Linked DNA regions of Hordeum vulgare: regions 2 and 3 are each linked to region 1. A link is a contact called in public Hi-C data. All regions are on one chromosome and are shown on one strand. The core of a region is the stretch at or near the end of the contact, and the rest is flanking DNA. Distances in the headings are between cores, read along the strand shown. Region 1 holds the start of LOC123402197 (probable protein phosphatase 2C 26). Region 2 holds the start of LOC123401465 (AP-2 complex subunit mu). Region 3 has its middle 210 kb from the start of LOC123401658.

The links. A called contact is a pair of places that touch in the nucleus more often than the background predicts.
Region 2: a contact with region 1 is called in a Hi-C map of seedling, with 2.8 times the contacts expected there. The contact joins the promoter of LOC123401465 here to the promoter of LOC123402197 in region 1. A contact is called at or near these places in 1 of 6 Hi-C or Micro-C datasets (seedling) and 1 of 1 datasets of contacts at active chromatin or transcription factors (embryo).
Region 3: a Hi-C map of seedling shows a contact between it and region 1, with 5 times the contacts expected there. The contact joins the enhancer-like site here to the promoter of LOC123402197 in region 1. A contact is called at or near these places in 2 of 6 Hi-C or Micro-C datasets (leaf and seedling).

What each region holds. Positions count from the first base shown.
Region 1 is chr6H:449,897,506-449,902,624 of MorexV3_pseudomolecules_assembly, forward strand. It overlaps LOC123402197 (probable protein phosphatase 2C 26), which reads left to right and starts at 2,093. Exons shown (of 4, transcript XM_045096075.1): 1 at 2,093-3,950; 2 at 4,477-4,590; 3 at 4,825-5,089. The coding sequence starts at 2,661.
Region 2 is chr6H:450,346,397-450,351,515 of MorexV3_pseudomolecules_assembly, forward strand. It overlaps LOC123401465 (AP-2 complex subunit mu), which reads left to right and starts at 2,807. Exons shown (of 13, transcript XM_045095290.1): 1 at 2,807-3,145; 2 at 4,753-4,930. The coding sequence starts at 3,063.
Region 3 is chr6H:449,632,024-449,637,142 of MorexV3_pseudomolecules_assembly, forward strand. No RefSeq gene overlaps it. Among protein-coding and RNA genes, the nearest start is that of LOC123401658, 210 kb to the left of the region's middle. Within about 2 kb of position 2,153, at least 2 of the 3 cell types and tissues checked have open chromatin away from gene starts, as enhancers often do. A contact at or near this core is called in seedling, where this site is marked.

The DNA of each region.
Region 1 (5,119 bases), core at 843-3,342:
CACTCCAGGGGGCTCTACTTACAGTAGAATATGGACATGGACATGGAGGTGAGCGAGGCGACCAAGATTTAGATTAGATTTTACGTTGCATGTAATTGTGCGTCTTTGATGATTCGATAATAAGTTATCCGGTTGTGAAAAAAGGCATTTGAGATGTAATGAGGACGCTACCACAAATGTTAGACAAGCCAAATTAGCTATATTGCAACTGTAGGTATTCTTACCACACCATAGTGCACTCCTACTTAGAACGTATCCTCTCCGTGTAATTTATACTCCCTCCGTTTCTGAATACAAGTCTTTTTAGATGTTTCAATAAAAGACTACATATAAATGTATATAGACACATTTTAGAGTGTAGATTCACTCATTTTACTTTGTATGTAATCTTCTTATGAAATCTCTAAAGAGATTTATATTTAGAAACGATGGAAGTAATACTCTATGAGTATGGAGGAATTATCCGACAAAATATCATTGAATTTGATTTGATAAAAGTGACTACGAAACACATGTGATAAGGCCAATGCCGGCACATGACCCGACGGGCGTCCGCTTTATGTCCGTTTGGGGTCAATTTGGACGGACGGCATGGGAGCGGACATACGTTTGACGCTTCTGCGCCCAACATGCTCGAGCAGCCCTGATCCCAAACGGTCCGCCTAGCTCGGCCCGCCTCGTCGCAGCACCTGCCCCGTTCGCCCAGCTCGTGTCGCCTCGCTGCAGGAGCCGTCCCGCCCGGTCAGCTCGAGCCGCTTCGACGCAGTGTCGTCCAGCCTGTGCAGCCCGCACCGCTCGCCCCACCTGCCGCTCGCCCTCTCGCCTTGCTACTAGGCCGTGCTCTGCTCGACCACCGCGCGACGCTCTAGTCGCCCTCGCCACACCCTGTCCACAGCTCGCCCGCCATCACCGTCGCCTACTGTAAAACGGACGCCTCGCCCCTTCCGTCCTCCGGCAACAGCTTGCCCGCGCCACCCCCGCATGCTCACCCGACACCGACGTGGCTGCGCGCATGTCGTCCCGCACGACGACCGAGCTATAGAGCGCGCGAGAGGGGCGGGGCGAGCTGCCGCGACGGGGCGTGCGGGGCGTGCGGGCGCGACGAGCTGGCGCGCAAGGCAGCCGTGCGAGGCGTGCACATCCAGAGCAGGGCCGCGGGGGTGGCGAGCAGCGCGACACGCGGCGAGCTGGCGCGGCCTGCACGGTGGCCCGCGGACATGCGGGCTAACTAGCGGGCCGCAGACGACGGGCAGCGGGCGGAGCATGGCAGCGGCTAGCTGGCGGAGCAGGTTGTGGTGTGGGGAGCGCCGTGGCTGGCATGGAGAAGGAGAGGCCGTCGGGGCTGGGGCGTGGGTCACTGATTTCTGGGCCACAGACGGAGAGAGCGACCAGAGCGTCCGCTTCTGTCCGTTTCAGACGTATTTGTGGCTGAAATTTGTTCCAGGTTTGGAATCGGAACTGATAAAAACGAACATCTCAGGATCACTTTGTCCGTTTGGGTATTGCCGTTGGGTAAATTTTTGACTCAAACGTATCCGAACGAACAGAACGTTGTCGCGCGTTGACGTGGGCCTAAATCTTCACATGTTTACACCGGAGTAGTTTACACTGTGATCACAACGGATAAAGCCACTCTTGAAAAACGCTGGGTGATTCACATGGGATGCCTCCTCGTTCCCGTTGTAACTGTAATCTTCCTCTCTCCCCTCCCCATTGCCTTTGCCCTCGCGTCGCTACACTTTTGAAATACCCGCTCCACCCAGGAGAGGAGAGGAGCCAGGAGTCGTCGCCCCAAGTTCAAAGCCGGCCCCGCCAAAGCCATCCAATTTGCGGAGACGGGCGCCCACGTCGCGCCGCGCGGATTCACGCGCCTGCCTTCGCCCTCGGCGGTGGAGTGGAACGGAGTCCCGTCCCCCGTAATTAACCCCGACCGGCGTAGGCGATTCCCAGGGCGCAACGTTGACCCCCGTCCCGCTCTCCCACCCCACCCCACCCACCATCCCTCCTCCACGTCACGGGTCTCGCTCCCTCCGCCCTGCCGCCGCGCCGCTCGTCCTGCCCTGCTCCACGGCGCCGCAGGCGCGGACAAAACACGCCCACTCCGCCATACCGGCACCACCTGACAGGTTCCTCCCCAGCCCCGGACGTTTTCCCGGCCCGGCCCCTGGAGGAGCGCCGGAGCGGGCGGACGGGTCCTCGTGACACACACACACACACACAGTCGCTGCCAAATTCGGATGTCAAATTTGCGTTTTTCGCACTTACGCCAACGCTAAGTCTCCTCTACTCTCGCCTCGCCTTTGTTAGTGTGCACATCACTGACAGGAGTGAGCATAGAAAACTCCCTCCCTCTCCCTCTTCTCAACGCTCTGCCCCAATCCCCCACACCCCACACACCTCCGGCCCGGCCACCCCCAATCTCGCCTCCCTCGCCCCCAATCCCTCCCCGCTCCGGCTGGATCCTGCGCCTCCGCTGGATCCCGCCCCGGCGAGATCCCGCCCCCGCGAGATCCCGCGGTCGCAGCTCCACGCCTGCCGCCGCCGCCGCCGCCACCCCCCGTGTCGCCCGCTGCGATGTGCTGCTAAATAAGGTCTGCTCCCTCCCTCCTCGTCGCCGCCTCGCCTTCCTTCTGACCGGGCCGCGGCCAGCGTCGGATGCCATGGGCAGCGGCGCGTCACGGCTGCTTACCGCGTGCGCGTGCTCGCGGCCGGCGCCGGCGTCCGTCGACGCGGAGCCCTGCCTGGACGACGCGCTCGGCCACTCCTTCTGCTACGCGTCCGCTGCCGCATACTCCTCCTCCTTCCGCCACGGCATCTCCGGCGCCGCGCTCTCGGCCAACTCCTCCGTGCCCGTGCCGCTCTACCTCTCCTCCGCCGCCGCCGGGGCTGGCTCCATGCCGCAGAACTACTCCTCTGCGTTCCACACGTCCTCGTCCTTCTCCTCCGCGCCGCTGCAGCTCTCCAACCTCTCCTCGGGGCCCCTGTTCCTCTCCGGGCCCATCGACCGGGGCGCCCAGCTCTCCGGCCCGCTGGACGCCGCCGTGCCCTTCTCCGGCCCGCTCCCCACCAAGCCCACCAAGCGCACCTCCTCCTCGTCCAGAGGGCTCTCCAGCAGGTTCCGGAAGCCATTATTCGGTAGCCTGCGCCGGAGCGTGTCGGAGAAGCACCAGCCGGCGCTCATGGTGCCACTCCGCCAAGACGACGGCGTGCAATGGGCGCACGGACGCGCAGGGGAGGACCGCGTCCACGTGGTTGTCTCCGAGGACCAGCGTTGGCTATTCGTCGGCATTTACGACGGCTTCAACGGCCCTGAGGCCCCCGACTTCCTTGTTGCCAACCTCTACCGCTTCCTCCTACGCGAGCTTCGTGGAATATTCTATGAAGAGGCAGACAGGGATAGCAAGCGGCTGTGGCAGTTCCTCGCCGACGGTGACGATGATGACAATGAACTCGACTTTTCAGGTTCCGGCCGGTTTGCAATGTCGCTTGCCAGGCTCAAGGAGCGGCGGTTCAACATGTGGGCACATGCAGCGGCTGTGGGTGATGATGAAATCAGCAGGGAATGGGGTCCCAAGAAGTTGGAGGCAGCGCCAGCAGTGAGGGATCATGGAGCTGTGCTTGGTGCGCTCACTCGGGCACTGGCCTCGGCGGAGGCAGCATACCTCGACATGACTGACCAATCAATGGGAACCCACCCGGAATTGGCGGTGACCGGGGCATGCCTGCTTGTGGCTTTGGTGAGGGATGATGACGTGTATGTAATGAATCTTGGGGACAGCCGCGCCGTTGTGGCACAACGAGCAGATGATGACCATGGTTGTGGGCTTGGTGCCATGCGGATGGATGACATCGGCGTAGGATTGGAGATCGAGTCAAGGCCTGTCGGATATCCCATGATTGGGCTCGAGGCATTGCAATTGTCTATTGATCATAGCACCAGCATCGAAGAGGTAACTTTGTGCTGACACTGCTTTGCATAAGCAAATCTGCTGACATAACTTAGAATGAGCTTATAGCTTATATACATTTATGTCCTATTGACCTGCTGTTCCACTGTTTATTATGTGTATGCCAGAGCTTCTGTCATTGTTTGTGAGCAATTTGCTCACGTCTGTCAGCAGTAAGGCACTCTAAATGATCAAACTATCACATTATTGTTCTTTTCTGGCTTTACATTCCTATTTCGTAGAACTAACCATGGAAATCATTTTATTGTAAATACCTGAAGACTTTAAAGTTGAAACACCAAGGCAATAAAAGGTTTCATGTCTTTAAGAAAAGATCATGTTATCCTTGATGCCTTAGTTTCAGTTGGTCAGAGTCACACCCATTTCTTTCATCATTTCGTCATTTGCTGTTAGGTTCCATTTCCATTGCCCTTATTTCTCTTGTAAATTTGTCAATGGAAGCAGTTGGTCATTTTAGACCTCGCACTATTTATGCCTATGAATTCATAATATTTGTTTTGATATGCAGGAAGTCCAGAGGATCAAACGTGAGCATCCAGATGATGATCAGTGTATCGTAAATGACAGAGTAAAGGGCCGTTTAAAAGTTACCCGAGCATTTGGTGCCGGGTATCTCAAACAGGTAATTCTATGGATTGGTTGGGTGTTTACTAAGATCTTTAACCCTACTCTCATATTTCAAAGTTTGTTCAACCCTGTTAGCAGTTTATTTATTTTCGGATGAGTATGAATTTGTTGCCAATAGTTAGTAATTTTTATTCTGAATTATATAGAAGCTACTTTTAGAAGCTCTATTTGGTCGAATGTAATAGAAAACCTAGCTAAAGCTTACCTAGAATTTGTGTATGTTGTACAGGCAAAGTTGAACAATGGATTGCTGGAGATGTTCCGCAATGAGTACATTGGTGATGCACCATACATATCATGCATACCTTCTCTTTGCCATCACAAGCTCACTTCAAGGGACCAGTTTTTGGTTCTTTCTTCCGATGGCTTGTATCAGTACCTGAGCAACGAGGAGGTAGTTCTGCATGTTGAGAATTTTATGGAGAGATTCCCTGAAGGCGATCCAGCACAGAGTCTAATTGAGGAACTTCTTTCGCGTGCAGCAAAGAAAGCTGGTAAGCTTTTGCCTTCCATGCATGTTCTTC
Region 2 (5,119 bases), core at 1,557-4,056, 450 kb after region 1:
TCATGTTTCTTTTTTTACCTTCCCTTATTACTTATTACTTATATTTTTATCTTACAAATAAATTATCTGGATAATTGCATTCATGAGTTAAATCTTATGACATGTCAGATATTATTAAAGTTTTGGTGCATGCAACTCATCTGCTTTATCACGTCTAATTTTATGATGTTTGTGAGTACATTCAAATGTACTCACTGACTTGTCCCTCGCTATTGTCTTGGCCAGATTGCGTATTTGGAGAGGAGCATAAAGATGACAACCCTGGAACCTAGGCATCGAGGATAGTAGCCACGTGATATAGGAGTTATCCAGGTCAGCTGTTCCTGTGGGAATGGTGATAGACGCTGGAGATCCATGAGTCGCTTCCGCCATCCGTCACTATTTTTTTTGTACTCCATAAACCTTCATGGTATTGTACTCAAAATTTGTAAATTGCTTGGAATTATGTATCAAGAAAGTGTCCACCAGTGAACAGTAATCCTGAGGTTGGTGATGGCATACTTTTCATTTGCTGGGAATTTTATATCCCAGAAAACCAGCCCTGACAATATCTCATCTTTACTATGACAATGATCATGCAGGCATCCACACATTATCATTCGGTTTATTGTGGACAGGTAACAACTTCATATCCTAGTTCATTATTATTTCAATCGGGCAAGCAGATGAAGATTCTTTCTCCTCTTCTCTTTTAGATATTCAATATTCTTGAAGCATTTTTGGTCTCCTATCATTGGGGCATGTTTAAGAGCATCACTTCACTTTTTAAGTGATCTGCTAGTTAAACATGGATCTCATGAGAACTCATTTTACAAAGCAATTTTAAACTTTAGAGGGTTCATTTATTTTTCTGCTTGCCCTATTGTAAATTGAACCTTCAATGAACTAGCATATATAGTTATTTCTTGTCCTTTCAAAACCTTCACAATTGCAATGTGGAGTACTTATAATCATCATGCATGTAAATATGTGCCACTACTTAGATCACAACTATTATCATGTACGTTCCCAACTAAGCAATAATGATCCCACACATCAATACATCCAAATACTCATCGAAAGGACCATCCCTTATTCAAAAGAGAAATTGACAATTCAATCTTAACTAAAAAGAACTTATAACCTAATTTCAACTTGCGGGAAAGAAATGCAGAAAGGTAAAGATACAAAGTGCACGTGAATCCCCCAATCTTACAATCAAGCCCGGGAGATTGAAGCACTTAGTATTTAATGCTCACTCGTAGTACCCTTGCAGGCGGTGAAGATGTTCATGAACCGTCCCTTCATCTCCTCAATCACGGCGTGTTGATCCTCTACAATATGAGTCAAGACCCTCTTCAATCATGTTGCCTACGAAACCTTCTCCAACTCCTTGATGAGGCATTTAATCGATTTACCGTCTAATTTTCGATGGAAAAAATTTAACGTTTTCAATTTTCTATATTCATAATTTCATATGTAGAAGTTTAAATGCGTTAACAGTTCTCAGCTATAATTAATGATCTCTTACTTGTATTGAATGTTCCATCTTTTTTATGCACTAAAGTGTGTTAGGGGTCACTCACGCGATCTAGAAGTCCCAAATACTCTAGGGTCTCGCTTGTTTTTGACTGGGTCAAGGTGGCGATATGACACATTTCTTTTATTGTCTGCTTTGCTACAAAATAGATGCCCTCATTGACTGGTATGCTATGAATGAGATGCCAACATTATTTTGTATGAAAGGAAAACGCTATACATGAACAATGCACCCACAAACAATAAATATGATAAGAATATCTTTTATTTATGTTTCCTTTTCTTGTTTGTTATGTTCTTGTTAACTCCTTTTTCTTTTCTTTCCGCCCCCATTAGGACTATCGGGGATTGCATCTAAAAACATTTAATCTTTTATGATCTTTCTGCCTAGTGTTTCTTGAGACACTAGAAGCTAGGGCCTCCCTTCCCCGTTTCATCAAAAAGGAAAAATATATCATATTAAAAGGTAGGGGCCTTCTCTCGCGATTCTCTAAAAAATAGAACATGGCCAAAATCTTCAATTATTAATACTACCTTCAAATCCTCCACTACAATCACTCGGAAAGGCGAAGATCAGTTAATTAACCTTCATGAATCATTGCATAAAGGTTGCCATTGATAGAATAGAGATCTACATATGACAGATCTAGAGATGACAATGAGAAAGATATGGATGGATATACCCCCTTCTTCCTGAATGAACATAAATTGGCACGCATGCCTCTTCACCTTGGGTATCCGACGGGTGTAGCATTTTCAGCATGAAAAAGGATAAATGAGTCTAAATTTAATTGATAACGAGTGAGTAATCTAGCACTAATGAGGCATCCTCGTGCATGCATCTGTGTGATGGCGGTACAGATGTGTGTGCTGTGGACGGTTGGAGCTTCGAGGAGTGGTTGACGACGACAAGGAGTACGAGCGGCGGGTGGCTGAAGGGCATGAGCTAGGAGGTGATGAGTCGAGGTTTCACCATTACGAGGAGTCACATAGGACATATGAAGTAACGGGTTCGTAGCCGCGGGCATGTGAGGTACGACTGGTTTCGACAGTCAGGGATTCACGACATTGCACCTCACATGTCTTTTTTTATTATTAATTCTTTTTTATGTATTTATTGAATTAGATATGAATACCCATGCCTTATTCATATCTATTTTTTCTACAACAAAATCATTTTACATGTTTTGTGTACCAGTAGAGCAGTGGGACCAAGACGCAACGCAACACGAAGTCAGAAGTCAAGTCACCAACCGAAGGCGAAACCACGCAAATACGGAAATACGGCGTCCGGGGAGGTCCATTCTGGAAAACACACACGAAAAAGCGCTCCTGGACGGGGAAGACGACCTGGTGCTCGTCCCTCCCTTCCCCGAGATCTACCAAAAACCCGCGCCCCGTCAATCCCGTTCCTCCCCCTCACCGTCCGGCGAGCCCCGAGCACACCAGATCGCCCGCGTAGCTGGCGGCGCACCGTGGAGCCGCGCGCCAGTTAAGGGTGTTGGTCCCAGGCGCTTGAGCGGGGCGCGGGCGACGCGGAGACGATGCCGGTGGCGGCGTCGGCCATCTACTTCCTCAACCTTCGCGGGGACGTCCTCATCAATCGCCTATACCGCGACGATGTCGGGTGCGTGTTGCAGCACCCCCTCCTCCCCTCCCTGGCTCCCTGGGTTTTGAGTGGTAGATCTGAGGCCCCAGGATCCATTGATTCCGGCCATAACCTGTAGTTATGTAGATCGCTAGAAGGGTGGCAGGTAGCTCGTGAATTTCGATTGCTTTCGTTGAGTGACATGTGAAATCCTGCGAGGAGTGCAGTTGACAGCCACTCTTTCGGTGGTTGGCTCGTTGCGCACTGCAATTTGCCCATTGTCTTGGTTGTGGCGTTCCTTAGTGATTTGAATTTGGAATGCGTGTTCCATTCTCTGCCCTGAGGTTGTGGCGCCTACATAATTCCAGCATGGAGTAAAGAGATTGCTCACTGAGTAGGATATGTATTCCATCTAGGATGGTTCAAAGGAGGTTATCCTCTAGTCATATCTGATCATAGCAAGTGAACAACAATAAAAAAGAGAGTCCATACTAGTTCTTTTTTTCCCATTTTGAACTCGTAGTTTTGATGAGTGAGGCACTTTGGACAAGAAAAATTGCTGCATAGCTCATTTCATCTTTTCCAATGGGCTTTGACAGTAGTTAGTAGTCACATAGTTCTGTAGTTGAAATTTTACTTCTACTGCAGCATAAGCGGCAAGCCAGCTAACTTTGAAATAGTAACTGTCGGATTGAAATTAATTATAAATATTAACTCTCGCACCATAGATTTCCAAGAGGCCTTGGAAAGACCGGCAGAAGTTATTAAACATCTTGTAATATTCCTGAAAACTGCAATTTTGTATACTTGTACTAACAAAGTGCATGTGCGTTGCAACAGATCTGCAATGGACTAATACATGTTCACAACTTGAAAAATCTCACCCTGGTTTCGGTATTGTATATATATAAAAATATTTGGTTTTCACCCAAAGAGGCCAAGGGGTTTTCTGAAATGTTGGAGCAGAGTGGCAAGTGTCTTATTGGCTTATTGCAAAAATGCCACAACTTGACTTGCATGCGTTAGATGCAGATCGAATGGGTCTTTTATAGGAGTAGAGATAATAGCATTGGTACCAATAAAAATCATAATTATGTGGAATGTTTTCATACATGCACGTTGATAGTAGAAACAAAGCAAGACCATTCAATAAACCTGCAGCAATGCGCTGTAATCCTGTATGTACTGAGCCTATTTCGATATGTAGGTCTTACACTAGTTTAATATTGAGCAAGTACCATTCCATCTATATGATATATTTTCAATATCATAGTCATTGTTTATTAAGGACACTAGAACATGTAAACTACGACACCTACTCTTGAGTAATGCAAGCGTATTTTTCAAGCTTTGTTAATAAACATAGGACATGGATGTAAATTTAATGATGTTTGCTCCACGATGTCCTTTTTCTTTTTCTTTTCTTTAGCACACATTTATTCATTGTCACCTAGACAACTGTCTCATCATGAGGCTACTTAGGTCATTTCCTCTCATAGCCTTTCTCAGTTATCACCTTATATTCAATAAAGAACAGTCCCGCGTATTCATTTTGCTTCTCTCACTTTCCATTCCCTGCTTATTTGGTTGCACGTATCTTTACATTTAGTGACTAAACCCTACCGTGTTCATGTATGGCTATGCAGGGGAAATATGGTTGATGCATTCAGGATGCACATTATGCAAACAAAAGAGCTTGGTACATGCCCTGTTCGACAAATAGGAGGCTGTTCCTTCCTTTACATGAGGATCAGTAATGTTTACATTGTGATCGTGGTTAGCAGCAATGCTAATGTTTCTTGTGCTTTCAAGTTTGTTGTGGAGGTATGAAGTTTCTATTGCCTTATGTGCATTTCCAAATAAATTTTCCACACGGACATTATGATCTTGATGAATATAATATAACCTAACAAGATAGTTGGTCTTTTTCTTTTTCACTAGAAATATTTGCCTATGATGTTGTTTTTGTATTTGTCTATTCAGAGCAAAAGCATCTATTACTACCTCTCCCAT
Region 3 (5,119 bases), core at 903-3,402, 270 kb before region 1:
CCATCTTTGATTAACGAGCTGGTCAACTAGACGCTCACTAGGGATATTGTTTTGTATATATATCCACAGATGCATTTGTGTTTCCATTCAATACAATTATAGCATGGATAACAAACGATTATCTTGAAACAAGAAATATAATAATAACTATTTTATTGTTGCCTCTAGGGCATATTTCCAGCAACAACATTGGAGCACGACACCCACCAATTCAACCAAGAAACGGGAGGAGGCAGATGTGAAAGAAACAACCAAGAAAAATTTATTGATTCTCATATCTTGGTTGAAGTGCAGCATGGATTCAAATCTAGAATGAACCTCATCGTCCACCTTGAGACCAGGTGCAAAGGCCCAATGAAGGATGTTGGTCATCTTGATCCGAAGGGCGCCTAGTAGCCTCCATGAGCGGCAAGTGCTGGTGGTGGGTGAGAGGTGGGAGTTGCCATGGGAGAGGGCTAGTGGTGGGAGTCCCCATCGATGATAGCCCACAAAGATAGTCTTTAACCTTGGGACACACGTTTCCCTGAAGCTCCCAAGCGGTTTTGGGAAGCTTCTTGTCTATTTTTTTTCTCATTTTTCGGCCTAGTTTCCGTACGGTTTGCCTTCTTTATTTTTCATTGTTTATATTTTATATTTTATACTTTTTTCAAATAAATGGACTTTTACCAAATTCACAAACTTTGTAAAATTCATATTTTTTTAAATGTTTTGAACTTTTCTTGAATCCATGGTTTTTTCATATTTCATGTAATTTTTAAAAAAATTAACAAAAAATAACTTTGTGATTTTCTTAAAATTCATTAAATTTTCCTGAATTCGTGAATTTTTTAAAAATTTGTGATACTTTGAAGTCAAGATGGGAACGGGCCGGGTTGGCCCGCCGGGTCACTGACCCGGCCCAAAAAGTCAAGGGGTTGGCCTTGAATCATATATGGGTGAGTGGAGCCGGCACCATGTGACCAGACGGGTCAGACATGTCGACCCATCTGAACCAATGAGACACAAAACAGCAAGCATGCATATATATATATATATATATATATATATATATATATATATATATATATATATATATATATATAGTCTAAATGGGTCACTACGTGAGGCCATTGATATCCTTGTGTTACAGCATCTAAAGTTCTGAATCAAGGACGCACGAACAACGTGCATGCATGCATACATATAGGCATATTGCATAGTGTGCATGCATACATATATGCATATTGCCGCGGCGAGTGCACTATGGCTAATTATTTCCCTAACGAGGCATCTAATAATGTGTAGATCTGCGGACAAGATGATTTAAAAAATCAAGAGAGGACGAGGGCGGGATGAGTAATACAAGAGGACACCAAGCGTGAGTAAAAAAATGCTAAATTTTGGGTCGGCCTCATGTATCCAGTGGGTCACTCAGGCCAGAAAATTCTAATGAAATGGGTCGACCCATGGCTTGGCATATTGACCTTGGGGCCATGGGTCAGGTCCAAGGCGAGGTTCGGGTCGACCCATTTCCATCTTGACTTTTAAGTTCATGACTTTTTTCAGAAATTGTGATTTTCTTTGGAAAATATAACTTTTTCTAAATATGCTTTCGCTCAAATACGCAAACATTTTCCAAATTCAAGATTGTTTTTAAAAAAATTCAAGAACTTACTTCATATTCTTTAATTATTTTCTAAAATTCCTGAACCTTATCTAATTCATGTTTTTCTCAAATCCATGGCTTTTGCTTTTTAAGTTTTATGAACTTTTTAATTTCTTTGCAAGCATTTTTCTCTATTTCTTGAACTTTTTTATTTTATGATTTTTATTGTGTGATTTTTCTTTTTTGTTAACTGGTTTTCTAATTCTTTGATCTTTTTAAATTGTTAAACTTTTTCTAAAGTAAGGGGTCAGCTGGTCCATTTGACAGTGGTCAGCAGTGAAAGTCATCCACTTAAACTGTCTACGCCGATTGAAAATCACGAACCAATCAAAGAAATAGTTCTACTGAGTCGCCTTTTTTTCATGAATATGCAAGATTGCGTATCTTTTCATTGATAGAAAGACAGGTGAAGAATCCGGCGCTAAAGGCAGATCATGGAGTATCCTGTCCAGCCCGACCTTCATACACAGTACAAAGATCCAGTCCATGATACGCCCAATCCGCATCACAGTGCGGGCGGAAACAACATGACCTCCTATCTGCCGCATTCTACGACAGAATGTCGGGGCTTTGCACAAGGCAGTCCTCCAACTAGGTCAGCCCATGTGGAAGCTAGGACCAGTGTAAAAATCCAGAAAAATGAGAAGCAAAAGTAGGATTCAAATTCACGATCCCGTCATTGTATACATAGACAGCTAGCCACTATGCTTATTAGTGTTCCTGGTTAATAGGCAACGAGGATACTTTAGAACTAGCTACCTGGGCACATTGGATTTTTCTTATAATTTCTAGAGAATTCTGAATATTTTCCAAAAAAAAACAATTTTTTTTATGAACACGCATGAGTTTTAAAAATTTGGGAATAGTTTTCAAATTGTAATCAAATTTAGAAACCATTTTTCTAAATCCAGGAACATTTTTGAAAAATCAGAACAATTTTAATAAACATGAACAATTTATAAAAAAATGAATAATTTTACAATTTCGGAATCAAATTTTAAAAAATATATATATTTTTAGAAAATTGTGAACAAATCTTGGAAAATTGAAATATTTCTAAATGCCAGAATTTATTTTGACACTCATATTTGTTTCTAGAAAATGTGAAGCAATATATGAATTCGTGAACAAATTTTGTAAACGGAACAATTTTGGAATTTATGAATAAATTTTGAAAACAGAACAGTTTTTAAAACTCCAAACACTATTTAACAATCACGAACGAGTTGTGCAGAAATGTGATTTTTTTATTTATTAACAAAAATTACAATGCACACATTTTCTAATTTGTGAAAATATTGATAATAGAGTTTTTTAAACTAACTGGACAAATTAGAAAACGGAAATATTTTATTAATTTCGAACTTTTTTTGAGAAACGCAAACAATATTCGGTAACCCCGAACATGTTTTGAAATTCCAAACATGTTTTTCCAAATTAGGGAACACTTTTCATTATTTTGAATGAAATTTTTAAACAGGTACAACTTTTTGAAGGAAATGAAAACAGAAAAGAAAAAACAAAAAGTATAACCAGGACAAAAAAAACGTTCCAAAATACCAGCGAACGAAATGGTTGGGGTACCTTCTAGAGGTTCCAGCTAGTTTCTTTTTGGTTTTCGGAAATTTATAGAAGGTTCCCTGAACTGGATTTGTTTTCTTTTTTATTGATTTATTCATTTTTTTGTTTCAAAAATGTTCTACATTTTCACAAAATGTTCTTCAAATAAGATAAATGTTTTTGCTTTTTAAAAATTTGGTCTGGATTTTCAATAAAAGTTCTGTATTTTTCAAAAATATTCTGGAATTTCCATAAATTTTTCTTCAAATTCAAAAAATCTTATTGATTTTTAAGAAAATATTCCAGGATTTTTAAAATGTTCTAGATTTGCAAAAAATATTCGGCATTTCCAAAAATTCTTTTCAAATTCGAAAAATGTTTCTTGTTTTTTTGAAAAATGTTATAAATTTCAAATAGTTGCCATTTTTCCAAAACATTTATAACTTCAAAAAATGTTCTAGATTTGCCAAAAATTGTTCGGGATTTTCAAAATATTATCTAGATTTTCAAAAAAAATCTTCAAATTCCGAAAATGTTTGAAAATTGCTCTTAATTTAAAATTTTGTTTTCGATTTAAATATGTTCTTAAATGTTTAAAAAATTGTTCGTGCTTCCAAATTTGTTTACGTTTTTTCAAAATTGTTCTCGGATTTAAAATTTGTTCTCCAGATTCTAAAATGTTCGTGCTACAAATTCATTCAGGCTTTTAAATTTGTTCTCCATTTTAAAAAATGTTCAAAAATTTTAGCGCTTCCAATTTGTTCGGTTTTTTTTTAAATTGTTCTCCATTTCAAAATTTTGTTCTCAAGATTCAAAAACTGTTCGTGCTTTAAAAAATTGTATGCGCTTAAGTGTTTGTGTTTTCGTTTGTTCCGAATTTGTTCAGGATATTTCAAATTTGTTTTCGTTTTCAAAATTTGTTCTCAAAATTCAGAAATTGTTTGTGTTTTAAAAATTTGTTCACGCTTCCGAATTTGTTCAGGGTTTTTCATAATTGTTCTTCTTTTTAGAATTTTGTTCTCGAGATTCAAAAAATGTTCGGGTTTAAAAAAATTGTTCATGCTTCCAAATTTGTTCACGATTTTTCAAACTTATTCTTGGTTTCAAAGTTTATTCTAAGAATTCAAAAATTGTTCGTGCTTCCAATTTGTTCGCGTTTTTTCAAAATTATTCTCCTTTTTCTAATTTTTGTTCTCAAGATTGAAAAAATGTTCGTCATTTGAAAAATTGTTCGCGCTTCCAAGTTTGTTCACGATTTTTGAAAATTGTTCTAGATTTCAGAAGTTCTTATCAAAATTCAAAAAAATTGGTGCTTTAAAAATTTATTCACACTTTCAAATTTGTTCGGCGTTTTTCATAAAATTTCTTCTTTTTAAAATTTTGTTCTTAAGATTAAAAAAATATTCATGTTTTGAAAAATTATTCATACTTCTAAATTTGTTCACGATTTTTCAAAATTGTTCTGCAAATTCAAAAAATGTTTTTTGCTTCAAATACAAAAAGAAAAGGAGGAAGAAAATAAAAAATAAACAAAAAAAAATAAAAGAAACAGAAAAGAAAAAAGTGACAGAAAAAAACTGGACGAGCCCAATCGAGGTTCCCCGCTGTGCGAGGCAGGGAGTCCTTGCCGCAATGAGCTGTAGGTAGGAGCTCCCGACAATTTGCACAGCCCGGGGCAAATAGGGATTTCCGGGAATGATAGTTTACTCGTCCAATCGATCACCCCACGTGAGTAATAACATGACCCGACAGCCAGAGACAGCGGTCGCGGCACACTACTCGTCGGAGCTGAGGGAGTTGCATTGGCAGAAGGAGCTCAACCGCGCTGCAACCTCCTTTCAACTGACGGAGCCAACGATGATGACGACAGAAACAAAAGGAGGAAGCAGCTCGAGATCGCCGTCATCCACCTCG